Linked DNA regions of Gossypium arboreum: region 1 is linked to region 2. A link is a contact called in public Hi-C data. All regions are on one chromosome and are shown on one strand. The core of a region is the stretch at or near the end of the contact, and the rest is flanking DNA. Distances in the headings are between cores, read along the strand shown.

Evidence for each region. Hi-C and Micro-C count contacts between places; a contact is called where the count stands out from the background.
Region 1: a Hi-C map of leaf shows a contact between it and region 2, with 3 times the contacts expected there. The contact joins the promoter of LOC108489338 here to the promoter of LOC108488627 in region 2. A contact is called at or near these places in 2 of 5 Hi-C or Micro-C datasets (both in leaf).

Annotation. Positions count from the first base shown.
Region 1 is chr10:17,545,775-17,552,687 of ASM2569848v2, reverse strand. LOC108489338 (ATP-dependent RNA helicase DEAH11, chloroplastic-like) reads right to left here and starts at 3,727. Exons shown (of 3, transcript XM_017793811.2): 1 at 2,492-3,727; 2 at 1-1,089. The coding sequence starts at 3,418.
Region 2 is chr10:17,016,484-17,023,368 of ASM2569848v2, reverse strand. LOC108488627 (E3 ubiquitin-protein ligase RKP) reads left to right here and starts at 3,875. Exons shown (of 11, transcript XM_017792916.2): 1 at 3,875-4,170; 2 at 4,503-6,121; 3 at 6,598-6,885. The coding sequence starts at 4,631.

The DNA.
Region 1 (6,913 bases), core at 2,478-4,977, 530 kb before region 2:
AACAAAATCAAAAGTCTGAATATTCTTGATTCCCAAAGCAAGGATCCTCAAAACTGCAATACCAAGATGAACTCTACGAATCTCAGGCTCCTGATTAGAAGTCATCAACTCAAAATCATTTTCTGTGTATAGTCTGTAGCATCTTCCTGGTTCAGTCCTCCCAGCACGACCAGCCCGTTGATTAGCAGAACTCTGGCTGATCCAGCACACTTCTAGAACATTCATCCCAGTGCCGGGTTCAAATTTACTCTCCTTGACCATACCAGAATCAATCACATACTTGACCCCAGGAATTGTAAGTGATGTCTCTGCAATATTTGTTGCAAAAACAATTTTTCTCTTCCCAGGGTAGTTCTGGAAAACATGACACTGCTCTTCAAAGGATAGCTTTCCATGCAATGGTAAAACAATGGCATTTGGAGCTTCAAAATGATCGCAAGCCCATTCTACTTCCATCTGGGAAGTCAAAAAGGCGAGAATATTCCCTTCTTTCTCTGTTTTGTGAATCTCAGCAGCCATCCTCAAGACATCAGAAACGTATGTCGCAACCATACCAGAACCAGAAGTTCCCTCAGTTGCACAAGGAACATACTTAATATCAACAGGAAAGTTTCTACCCTCCAAATGAAAGATTCCACACCCAAAAAAGTAGTCTGACAGTTGATTGGCATTAGCTGTTGCAGACATTATTACAAGCCTTAAATCAAATCTTCGGCCAAGTAAATCTTTAACCAATGCCAAAAGAAGATCAGTGTTCAAACTTCTTTCATGGGCCTCATCAACGATGATGCAAGAAATGCCGGACAAATTCTTATCCTTCATATAATGCTGCAGTAAACAGTGGTCAGTCATATATATCACCTTTGAATCAAACTGCTGAGAGGATGAAAATGTTGGATAACAAATGACTGAGTTATCACTGTAGCACCCAATGCTTTCTTCTCTAACTCTTTTTGCTAATGAGATGGCAGCAATCTTTCGTGGCTGAGTACATACAATTGACTCATTTGCAGCAATTCCTGAATCAGAAAGAAACTGAACCAGCTGGGTGCTCTTTCCTGAACCAGTCTCTCCAATCAACACCATTACCTGGGCATTGAATAGTTGTTCGAGAAAATCAAAGGAAAATATCTACATTATAATAAGATATAAACAACAAAAAAACATAGGAACAAAATAAATAGAAATCTAATGAGAATATCCTAAAAATCTGGCAGTTATTATCTCATATTGCATGGGGAGATAAATGAATCTTTTTTTTATAACACCTAGGATTTTTTAAATGTGGCCGCAATTTTAGCGGCTGCTTCCTACTTGCTCATTTCATCCTATGATAAGTTTTCAACCTTCTTAGTATTTAAATATTTTGCATCCATTTTCCATCTCCAAATACCATCCGAAATCCTAATTCCAGCAATTGAACCGAAGCTCATGCAATTCTCTGGAAACTACCCTATGTGTCATGTAATTAGTATTGAGTTCCTAAATAATTTCATCAAATACAAGTTTAGAATCCAAACAGTAGCAGAAATTTAAAAGTTCCAGAGAATGGTCAAAATATACAGTCAATGTAAAGAAAATAACCCTATGTTGAATTTCACATGGCAAGAATATAAACTTACTTACAAAGGTTTTACACTTTGTTGCACTTAAACTACATTATAATTAGAATTAAGCACCAAGAAAGATAGGGAAAAAATGAATACAAATGAGCAAAGAGAATATCCTAAAAATCTTGCAGTTATTTTCTACTACCGCATGGGAAGTTAAATGACTCTTTTTGTGTGTGTGTGCACGTGAGAGATTGATGACACCATGAATTTGTTAAGCCTCACTGCCAATTTAGCTGCTGATTCCTACTGGCTCATTAGTGGCTCTTACCCAGTGTTTTCAACCTTTATGATATCTCAATATTTTTGTATCCACTTCCTAGCTCTAAATACCATCTCAAATCCTAATCCCAGCACTTGAACTGCCTGCTCGTGCAACTGTCCATAGACTATCCTATATGTCATCTAATTAGTATTGAATTCCTCACTAATTTCACTAAACACAAGGATATTATCCAATACGGTAGCAGAAATCTTAAAAGTCCAGAAGAGAATTTATAGTGTTACATGTTCATCTAACTATAAATATGGAAGTCAACGCTGAATCATAAGTTAACATCTTTAGGTATAACCTTCTCTATTTTCAATTAATTAACACATGACATAAATGAACACAAAATAATATACAGACAATGTTAAGAAAATAATCGTTTGTTGAGTTTCACATGCTTTTTCAAGTCTTTGAACTCTAATTACACTGTCAAATTATAAGGTGATAATCCTTTGAAAGAACACATCTCGTGCATATATGATGATGGACTTTTTATCTCCAAACCAGCTTTCACATTCTTAAATTGCATCACTAAGGTTTTACAATATATATGATGATAATCCAAACCTATCTACCAAAACAGAAAAATGGAGGAGAAATAAATGATTACCTGTTGACCATGTATTCTAGTAAGAATTTCTTGCCTATAAGCATAAATAGGCAAACCATCTTCCAACCTTCTACATTCCCTCAAAATCAGTTGATGGATTAGCTTCCAATCAAGCTCTCCTTCAACCCTGTAAACCTTCACACCTTCATCCCCTTCCTCATTCCCAATTTCCCAAGTTTCCAAGCACCTCAACAAGCTGCTCATCCCTCCCTTAAACTCCTTCAACCGCTTCGAAATCGTAGACCTTTCCGCCTTTAAAGCTTTCTTCTTGTCATCCAACTCATAAAACATTCCCAGCGAATATTTCCTCTTACCCATTTGTCCAACCAAGTCAGCGATCTCATCGGATTTTTCATTGATTTTTTCCTGCCACTTCCTAACCAGTGCCCCTTCCATCAATCCCGTTATATGGCTCGAGAAAAGGGTTTTAAGGTTTTGATTGAGCTCCACCGTGTCAGAAGGCACGATGACGTTGGAAATAAGCTTGGGAGTATAATGGATGGACCCATCAAGGCGGGAACGCCATAAATGGATAATTGAAGAGAGGGTTTTGCTCCATTCTTGGAAAATTAGGGAAGCGGCGATTTTACCAGTGGTGTAAATGTGAGAGTTTTGGGGGGATGGGTCGAGTTGGGAAATAAGAGTTTGGAGGTCGTCCGGTTTGGAAGGAGAGGAGGAGAAGTCATGGACGAGTTGAATTATGAAGTTTGGGCAGTGAAGGGCGTTGGAGTTGACGGAACCATCGGTGGTGGATGCTGGCGGCGGAAAACGGCGGCGGTAGTATTTTTTGTTGACAGCCTGAAAATTGGGTACACAACGGAAATTGTTTTGGTAGCTAGATTGTTGGTGCTGGCGGTGGGGGTACGGTTTATGGCCACCCGGCGGCGGCGGGTGACGGTGGTTGGAGGATGAAGAGAAGTTCTTCATGGCATAGAGAAAACAGAACAAAATCTAGAAATTTCAGCTGTTTTTATTTTATTATTTCAGTTTTTATGGAAGTTGAAGCAGAGAAGAAGAAAGTGAGTCACTGAGTGAGCGAGCAAGCATGTAGAAGACAAAAAAAAGAAGAGGAAAATAGAAAAAGCAGTGTTCTTTTTAAATTTCTCTCTCTCTATATATTTAAAAATTAGGGTTTAAGACATTTCAATTTCTAGAAAATGAAATTTGAGGGAGTTAGGATTCCTGTTAAACATAGTAGTCGTATTGGTCAAGGAAGTATTATTTTACGAGTTAATTTCGATGTATTAATACTATATTAGATTCGTGTCATATGTTATGGAAAATATATGTAATAAATATATTACTAAAATTGATAAAAATTTTAGATATTATTAAGAATTATAATAAGTTGAAATTTAGGAAATTAAGAGATTATTTTTCTTGTATAATTTCATTTATATATATATTTTTCTAGGTTTGAGGGTAAATGATGAAAAATACAATATGATTTTTTCTCTTTTTTTTTTACTTTCACAATAGTAGTTACTCTCTTATTTTCTTTTCTTGTTTTCTCTTTCTTTCTCAAATTAACATAGTATTAAAATCACTTAAATCTCATCGCTGCTACCATTAAAATACCTAGTCTTAGCCAACCCTTCAATCAAGACCCTATCACTAGAATCTACACGTGTGAGCCATACATGCCACTACACCTTTTTTGCTTCTCTCCCACACGCCGACATGTAAGAGTGTGTAGGGCCTCATCCAACTACCATTTGTTGCTGCGAGTCTTTTTGGAGTGTCACCCGGCCTTGGCCAACTTCACTGGTGCTATCATTGCTCATTTTCGTTAATGTTTGATTTTTCTCTCTTCGTTTTCTACTATAGATCCTTCAAGTTCTATGAAATCAATCTTTTCTTCAATTCTAGCCATTACTACTATCAAACTTCAAGGAAATGATAATTATATTTCTTGGGTCACATTGGTTGAATTATGGTTTATAGACCAAGGGTATAAAGATCATCTAGAGATAGAGGCCTAAAATATTGATGAGAAAGATAAAGAGGCGTGGATTAAGATTGATGTACAATTATGCAGTTTATTATGGCATTCTCTCGAGTTGAAATTGTTCACTTTATTTTAGTCGTATAAACCTATTATAAAGTGTGGAATAAGGCTAAAAGGTTATATACTAATGGTGTTCAACGTATATACAAAGTGGAGACAGATCTGGTTCATCTATAGCAAAATCAACAGGATATGGTTAGTTATTTGGGACAAGTGGAGACCTCGAAAAATGAATTTAATTGTCTCATGCTTATCTCTGAAAAGTTTCTGATCAGTATAATAATGGGACAAGTTTTTTATAGTGTTAGCCTTTATTGAACTTAGAGCTTATTTGGCTCAAGTTCGGGATCAAATTATTTCCACTCTAGTGATTCCTACACTTAATGTAACGCCCTGATTAATTTATCCCTGTTTATGTAAATATTTGACACAACTATGTATCTATTTCAGTGGTTAAGTGTTCTGGGTTTGTGTGAGAGGTCTTGAGTTCAATTTTCACCTTGGAAATTTTTGTTATTTTTCTAATTCTAGCCTTACCCTTGTTAAGTGGGTTTATATTACATTGTTTGTTAATCCATATCAAAATAAGTTTGCTGGTTCGAGTGGTAAGGGAGTTGGTGTGTTGGAGGTCCTGTGTTTGAATCCTTGTGCGAACGAGGATGATATTTTTGCTCAGTTATGTGATAGAGTTTTGGTGGAACTGAAAGTCTGAGAAGGTTAAGTTAGTGGGGTAGTGGAAGAAAATCTGGGGACTTGTGGTCATATCTGCTTATTTTATTTTATTTTTATTTTTTTCTCCAAAATCTCTTCATCTTTTTCATGACGTTCATTTTTCGTTCTCTACAATTCTATTCCCTTTTGTTTTTCAATTCTATCATCATTCTTTAACTCTTGTCATTTCTTTTGGAACCTCGGTGCTCCTCACTCGGTTAAGGTAAGAAAGGTTACGTCTGTTGGGTTTCGTTTTCCTATAATGTGGGTGTTTTCTTTTTGAAGGCATTGGTGTAATCATGTGATCTAATTATTTTCTGTGATTATTTTGGTGTAGGAGAGGACGTGGTAAGATTTGTTCAGGCGATCTAAACCGTGTTAGTATTTGTTCTTGTCACTAGTAAGTTTCATACCTTATTTCAAGATTTTGTGTTGTCTCGTAAATTGGGTACTAAGTGGTTATTGGATTACTGTTTCTTAAGTTTCAGAGGGCTAGGGGTTGCTTTTACTGCGAAAATGTACCAGGTGTGTACCAAAACGCAGAATAATGAGTTTCGGCAAAAGTTGAAAAACTGTTCTGTTGAAGCCACACGGGCGTGTGGTCACCCGTGTGGTTGGCCGTGTACGAGACACGACCATGTGGTCGATAAATGTATGCCATGTGTAAGACACGATTGTGTGGTGGTGTGAGTGTGGCCGCGTGGGCCACACAGGCTAGGCCAAGTTGGGCGTGTGGGCCCATACAGGCGTATGGGTTTTGGGCCAGGTCGTGTGGGCCATACGGGTGAGGCCAATTTGGGCGTGTGGGCCCACACAGACATGTGGGCCATATTTCTGAAATTTTCCCTAGGGTCGCATGGGTTGCTCCAATCGACTATAGGGTCGGTAAGGGCTAATTAAACCTTATTTTGTATGCTATTATATTCTGATAGACTGATCTGAGTAGGATGCTAAATGTATGCTTGACTGAACTACTATATGTATGTCTATTATCTGTATATAAGCATATTGAACATGTTTAATCTGTTATATCTGAATCTGATTTTTGCATCTGTTATTGGGGATGGAATTTGTAAATGAGAAAGAAGTGTTCTGTGTGGCAATCATTGCCTATACTCTGGCAGCTTGGCTGCACATTATCTGACTTGTGTCGTATTGACACAATATTGGCACGAATATTGATCTTCGTTCTGGGTATCATCATTGAGAGTTAAGGAGGTGGATGTTCATAAGACTGCATTTACGACTCGTTATGGGCATTAAGAGTTTTTAGTTATGCCTTTTGGCTCCGGCTGCCTTCATGGATCTAATAAACTGAGTCTTTCAGCCATATTTTGATCAGTTTGTCGTGGTCTTCATCGACGATATACTGGTGTACTCTAAGACGGAGAATGAACATGATGAGCATCTTAGAGTAGTGCTCCAGATTCTCCGTGAAAAATAGCTCTACGCTAAGTTGAGGTAACTTTTCTAGGGCACGTGGTTTCTACTGAGGGGATTCGAGTTGATCCTAAGAAGATTGAGGCTGTGCTTGATTGGAAACAACCTAGGAATGTATATGAAATCCTTAGTTTTCTGGGTCTGGCAGGTTATTATCGGCGGTTTGTCAAGGGATTCTCTCTGATTGCAGCTCCTTTGACTAAGCTGTTGCGCAAGGGTGTTCTTTTTGTCTGGACTGATGCGCAGCAATTGGGCTTCGAGAA
Region 2 (6,885 bases), core at 2,626-5,125:
CTCTAATATGGGTTTGACATAAAGGTGTGGATGGCCGGGCCGGGCCATACTCAGCTTAAAATTTAGGTCCGTTTATTAGACTCGGGCCCTGCTAAAAAATAAGTTTAAAATTTTGTCCAAGCCCAACCCAAATAAAATATTAAAATTTGGGCCCGACTCGGCCTGCCCATATTAATTTTTATATTATTTTTATATAATTTTAATATATATATAAACTATAAAAATACTAAAAACATCAAAATAAATATTTCTCAACATATTGAAAATAAATTTTAAAAATATGTATACTTAAATAACACTAAAATAGATGCAATTTAACAAGCAAATGCTTCTAAAATAATAAAAAATTAACAAATGTGTTTAAAATAATAAAAAATTAACAATAAAATAAAATTTATACAATATCCAAACAATAACAATAAAATAGTAACAACATAATAGTAAAATAGTAGCAAAATAGGGAGAAAATAATAAGGAAATAATATTAAAAAAATAGATTTTTTGTCATGTAGTGAATTCGGGCCGGGCCGGTTCGGACTCAGACTAAAAATGTCTTATCTGAGGCCTAGCCTGTTTTTTAAACGGGCCTAATTTTTTTGCCCAAACTCATTTTTAGGGCCTATATTTTCGCCCCGACCCTGCCCATGCACACCTCTAGTTTGACATACAAAAATCCAAGAAATAAAATTTTATGATTGTTGAAAATTTCAAGAGATGTTTAATTTAAGAATTGTAATTTGTTTGATTATTCGGTAGAATTTATTAAAATTTATGTATTATTGAGGTATACTTATATATGTATAGTATTTATTGAAAATTATAAATTAAACTATAAGTATATAATTAAATATAAAAGTAAACTCAAAAATAAATATAGATACATAATAATTTCTATTTTCAAGTTTATTAAAGGGTCAACGCGTGCAATATGATTAAAACATATTATTAAATTATTCCAGAATATTAGTGAAATATATTTATGTATAAAGTATATTTATTAAAAGTTAATGCTCTAAGTAAAAGAGGTTTTAATTGGATTAGTAAAATGAAGATAATAAAAGTTATAGTGTTTTGGGTTTAAATCTTAGTTGTTGCTGTTTTAAAATTTTATATGATTTAAAACAAAAGAAAAATACCCCCATAACAATGTTTAAATTTAGTCCTCAATAATTATATTTTTTATAAATTTTGTCATTATTATTTTTAAAGTTAAATTTAGCTATTAATCTTTTTATAATGTGTTAAATTGCTTTTCCGAAATACTAACTAAAACATTAATGCTATATTCGGTAGGAATATTTTTGTTTACGCATGGTTTATTATATGGGTTGACAATAAACTAATTCAATGTGATATTTTACCACTCTCATGACTTTTATTTTAGGAAGGAGAATAATTTTTTTGCTTATTTTGAACATGTCTTATTTTTTATATGAATTTTATTCTTATTTCTAATTTCAAGTTTAATTTTATATTAATTATATTTTTATTTTATGTCTAACTATTGTATTATATACGTAATAAATAAATTTTCTTTGTGTTATTACACCAATGTGGCAACTTATGTAGCATGGCACATACACTTTTATGTCAACATGTCATGCAAAAATCAGATAAATGAAAATAAATTAAAAAAATTATAAAAATTCATAAAAATTTAAAAATATTAAAATAAAATACACGTGAATTGTTATACAAATTATTATGTTTAAAATGTAACATTTTATATAATAGTTCTATAAAAAAGTTAGTGGTCAAATTTAATTATTTTTAAAAATAGAAGAATAAATTTAATTAAAAATAAAAATCAAATTAATACAAGATATAAATATTAACCACTAAATTTGACATGACATTTTTTACTTTAAAAATAAAATTTTAAATAATTTTATATTAAATTAGTAACGATAATATCGACACAACAAAAATACTAAATAGATTAGAAAAGGAAAAAAAAATTAGCCTGTAAGGGGACAAACACTGGTGTAGCGGTGCAAGGCCCATGGTGTGGAGTTCGTCACTATGAATGGCGTCGAATAAAAGCGCCCTTTTTTCTGTCTTTTCTAAAGTGCGCATCTTTCCTACCTTTTTTCTCTTTCGCACTTCTACTGTAGCGTTTTCTCGGTGCAATGTTTTTTTTCACTATTAAATTACTTCTACTTGCTTGGTGTGTTCAAATTCGATTTTGCCTACTCTGGGGACTAATCATATGCTACCTGTTAAACGATTGATAAGGACTCCCTCAAAAAGTTATTTACAATCAGATCCTCTACTTTAACATATCATAATTATGCTAAATCTTTGAGTAATTACTATATTTTTAAATGAGTTACTATTTAGTATCATGATAGATGAGGATGAAAAAAAACTTAAATTCAATGGGTTTTGACTCGACTTGATTTGTTATGGTTTGATTTTTTTAAAATTTAGATTTGGGGTGAGTTAATTCATATAAAATTAGAAAAATAGTTTAGTCAAAGTAAGTTTGAGGTAAATACGTCTTGTTCGTCTCAGATATTTATAAAAATACTCCTAATATGTATACATATATTGAGTTTTTCTTTCAATAAATATATAAATAAAAATCGATATACTAAGTTTTAAGTCTATACTTAAAAAAAAATCAATCTTATTTGTTTCAAAAAAAATAAAAAACGCAATCCTATTTACTCTAAAATAACAAATAGAACAATTAAATTAAATTCACGTTGGGGTGAGGCGAAGTCGAGTCTTCTATTAAATTTTAAATTCAAGTTCAGAGTAATTTTTTCCTTTAAAAGTGGGGTCAAGTTGAGGTTGAGGTAGATTAATCAAGTTTTGGGTTAGGATTGAGTTAGGCCAAAATTTGTCCCGCCTTACCTTGTTGCCATCCCTACTAGCAATATACTTTTTTTTTTAATTCCACAAGTAGTGTTAAAAAAATTTTTAATGTCTTTTTTTTTAAAATGTTTATTTTTAATAATTTACTATACTCTTATACGACACTCAATCTTCTAATCCCGGAGTCTAGAAACGTCATGGCAATCTATCAAATATTATTAATTTTAAATTAGAACAATTTTAAACTAAAATCTAAATTAAATTATAATTATTTTAAAAATTAATTTAGTAATACGATGAAAAATAAATAGTATTCTTCGAAGTTTTTTCAATTTGTACTTATATATATTATGGGAAATAGATCCTTTTACGCAGTGTAAAAATTAAGGTAATTTTACACACTTCGTAATTGTTTATATGATTAATATTTTAATTATCTGATTGTTATATTTTATTGTTTATTCATGTAAAACATGCATATTGAATTTGATGTAACTTTAAAATTTCTAATTATTTATTTTATGTAAAAATCATCTGTTGACGATATATTAATATATAAAATATATTAGATTAATATAATAGAGATATTCAGATTGGTTAAAATTTATATATATATGACAAATATAATTATATTAATAAATCTAATGATTGAATCATTAAAATATTAATTATTATAAATAATTACCGAACGAGTAAAACCAGAACTATAGATATAGGTAATAATAAAATTTGATATCTTAAATATTCTAAATTATAAATGAAAACAAAAATTAACGAGAAGAAAAAATAGTGAATGTGGCAGTGTGTGTGAGTAACTGTAGGCAAGTTTATCTCCAATCCGGTGACCGAATTACATAAAACAGGAAGCAACTCAAAGAGGGGGGCGCAGGATAGCATATGCGGCCACGTCAGGAACCGCTAATAATAATGCAACGTGTCGGCCACGCGAACCATGGGCAGCCTCGACTCAGGCTTTCATGGATGCAGCCCCCTGGTTCGACCCGTTTCACTTTTCTCCGAACTCTTTGGGCAATAAATAATAATATAAATAAATAATTAATATTTATAAAACTAAAATTCTCATGGCCAAGGAAATGAAAAGTCCACACTTTCCGTTTCTTCTTCCTTCCCTTTCATTGGAAAATGCAAAATAAAAAAAAGAAAAGAAAAACATAAACGCTGTTTAATTTTCACTCTTTTATCTCTCTCTAAAAATTCAAATTATATTATATTTCTTCCTTTTTATTTTCTTTTTTTCTTTTACAATCTCTAAATGGCATGAAAAAACCCTAGCTTGTGACAGCCGCCTTTGCAATTTCTAGTGGTGATTGAAACTTAATACGCGCGCATGTAAGTTCCTATGCTTTTCAATTTTTTCGAATTTCAATTTGTGGGGATGCTATTTTGTTCAATTTCGAGAGAAAAGACAGAAGGGAAAAGAGAATTTTAGGAATTGGGAATGTCTGTTTTTTTTTTTAGGATTGTGTGAGCTTAATCTAGTTTCGGTTTCATTATTTTAGGAATTGGGAATATATGTTTTTTTTAGAATTGTGTGAGCTTAATCTAGTTTCGGTTTCATTTGTGTTCTTCTTGTTAATTTCGTCAATAGAAGATATCATTCTCTGATAGTTTTTTTGGGGTTATATATGCATTTGATTGAAATTGAGTTACAAATTTTGCAGTCTTGGGGTGGGAAATTGTGACAAGGCTCATGAAATTTATGCGTGTTTAAAGAATATAATCGAATATAGGCTGGGCAAGGGTTTCGGATGTTGAGCTAAATTTGACGTATAAGTTTCTGTTATTGGGAATGGCAGAAGATAGCCTCCGGATTGGTGGGCTTTCTTCTGGTTTGGCTGTTATATTGAATAGTGGGGATGGGAAGGAAAATCCATCGAAACCGCGCCTTGTATCATATTCTGATGAATTTGGTCAGCAGTCTGTGGAGCGAGCTCTTGAATATGTATTTGGTCTTCCCAATAAATCACTTGGTCCATTGAATGGTCCTGTTGACAGCAGTCTAGTTCGTTCAATCATAAAGAACTACTTGTATTCGGATTCTGATTCTCTGGTTAGTAACAGGGATGGGGTTTGTATTTCAGATAATGGCTCTGGACCTGGTGTCATTGGTCTTGAAAAATTCAGTATTTGTGGTGAAATTGGAATTGTTAAGCCACCGTTGCTTTTAGAGAGCTTAGCGGTGTTCAGTAGTGCCAGGGCTAATGCCTATGTTTGGAAAGGGAAATGGATGTATGAAGTAATTTTGGAGACTTCTGGTATACAACAACTCGGATGGGCTACTATTTCCTGTCCATTCACTGACCATAAAGGTGTAGGTGATGCTGATGATTCATATGCATTTGATGGCAGAAGAGTTCGAAAATGGAACAAGGAAGCAGAGCCATATGGTCAGCCATGGGTGGCAGGTGATGTCATTGGATGCTGTATAGACTTGGCTCATGATGAGATTTCATTCTATAGGAATGGTGTTTCTCTTGGTGTGGCATTCTCTGGCATTCGGAAAATGGGACCTGGATTTGGATACCATCCTGCAGTTTCTCTTTCTCAGGGTGAACGGTGTGAATTGAATTTTGGTGCCCGCCCCTTTAAATACCCTATTGATGGCTACCATCCTCTTCAAGCACCTCCCTCTTCTAGCTCTTTTGTGAAGCAATTGCTGGACTGCCTATCCAGGTTATTGGATATGCAATCTGTGGAGCGAGCTGAGCATTCTTCAGTTGAAAGATTAAGGAGACTGAAGAGGTTTGTATCACTTGAAGAACTATTTTATCCAGTTTCTCATGGGATATCTGAAGAATTTTTCTCTGTAGTTGAAGCAGATTGTCAAGGTGCCGAGTACATTGGGTGGGGCCCCCTCTTGTTGTTCTTTATGGGGTTATTTGGAGTACGGGCACCACATGATTGGTTGAGTTTGGATAGAGTACTCGATGTCTTTCTAGAATTCCAAGGGTCACATGTTATGTTCGAGCACATTATAAATGCTCTTTCATGTGCTTGCAAGACAGCGTCATTGGTTCTGACAGAATGCCCATATTCAGGATCATATTCTTATCTTGCATTGGTATGCCATTTATTAAGACGGGAGCAATTGATGGTGTTGTGGTGGAAGTCATCAGATTTTGGTTTCTTATTTGAAGGCTTTCTTTCACGGAAGAGTCCAAACAGGCAGGACCTTCAGTGTATGATTCCTTCTGTTTGGTGGCCTGGTTCTTGTGAGGATGTGTCCACTGAAAGTAGCATGTTATTGGCAACTACAGCTCTATCAGACGCAGTTAGTAAGGTTTGTCCCTGTCACTTAAAACTGAATGGTTTTCTCCTTTGTGCAATACTTATCTTACTAAGAAACAAGTGTCCTTGGTTATTCTCCTGTGTCCTTTGATATTAAGATGACTTTCATGCTTAAAAACTTATGGTATTCAATGTTGAGTTATGTTTATCATGTGACCTTATGTCTTAATGATCCCAAAGATGTATGTTTTCACACATTTGGTTGATCATGTTAATGATAACATTACATGTTTTGGGGGCTTTAACCAGATGAAAAATGCATTTGCTGACCTTCCATACAAAATTGTAAATGCATATCTGCTTGTGTAAAGACTTCATATCGGAGTTGAATTGCCTCTTAAGGGTAATACAGCAGTCCTCTGCTAGGCAACAGCTTCAATTGTATTTTTAACTGTTCAACTAACAGTTATAAATCCATAAATGCTTTCTCTTAATCTATAGTTTTCTTTTCTTTTCTCCTTTTTCCAGATCGAGGAAAAGCATAGGGACCTGTGTCTTTTAGTCATACAGTTCATACCTCCTTTATCGCCTCCCCAGTTTCCTGGTTCCGTGTTCAGGACATTTGTGCAGAACCTTTTATTGAAGTATAGAGGAGCTGATCGCAATATGCCACCTCCAGGGATTTTAAGTAACTCTGTTCTTGTTTCTTTATACACTGTTATTCTCCATTTTCTATCAGAAGGGTTCGGAATGGGGAATATTTGTGGGTGGTTAAAGAGCTGCGATTCCAGTGGTCATGACATTGGTTTTCTTCAT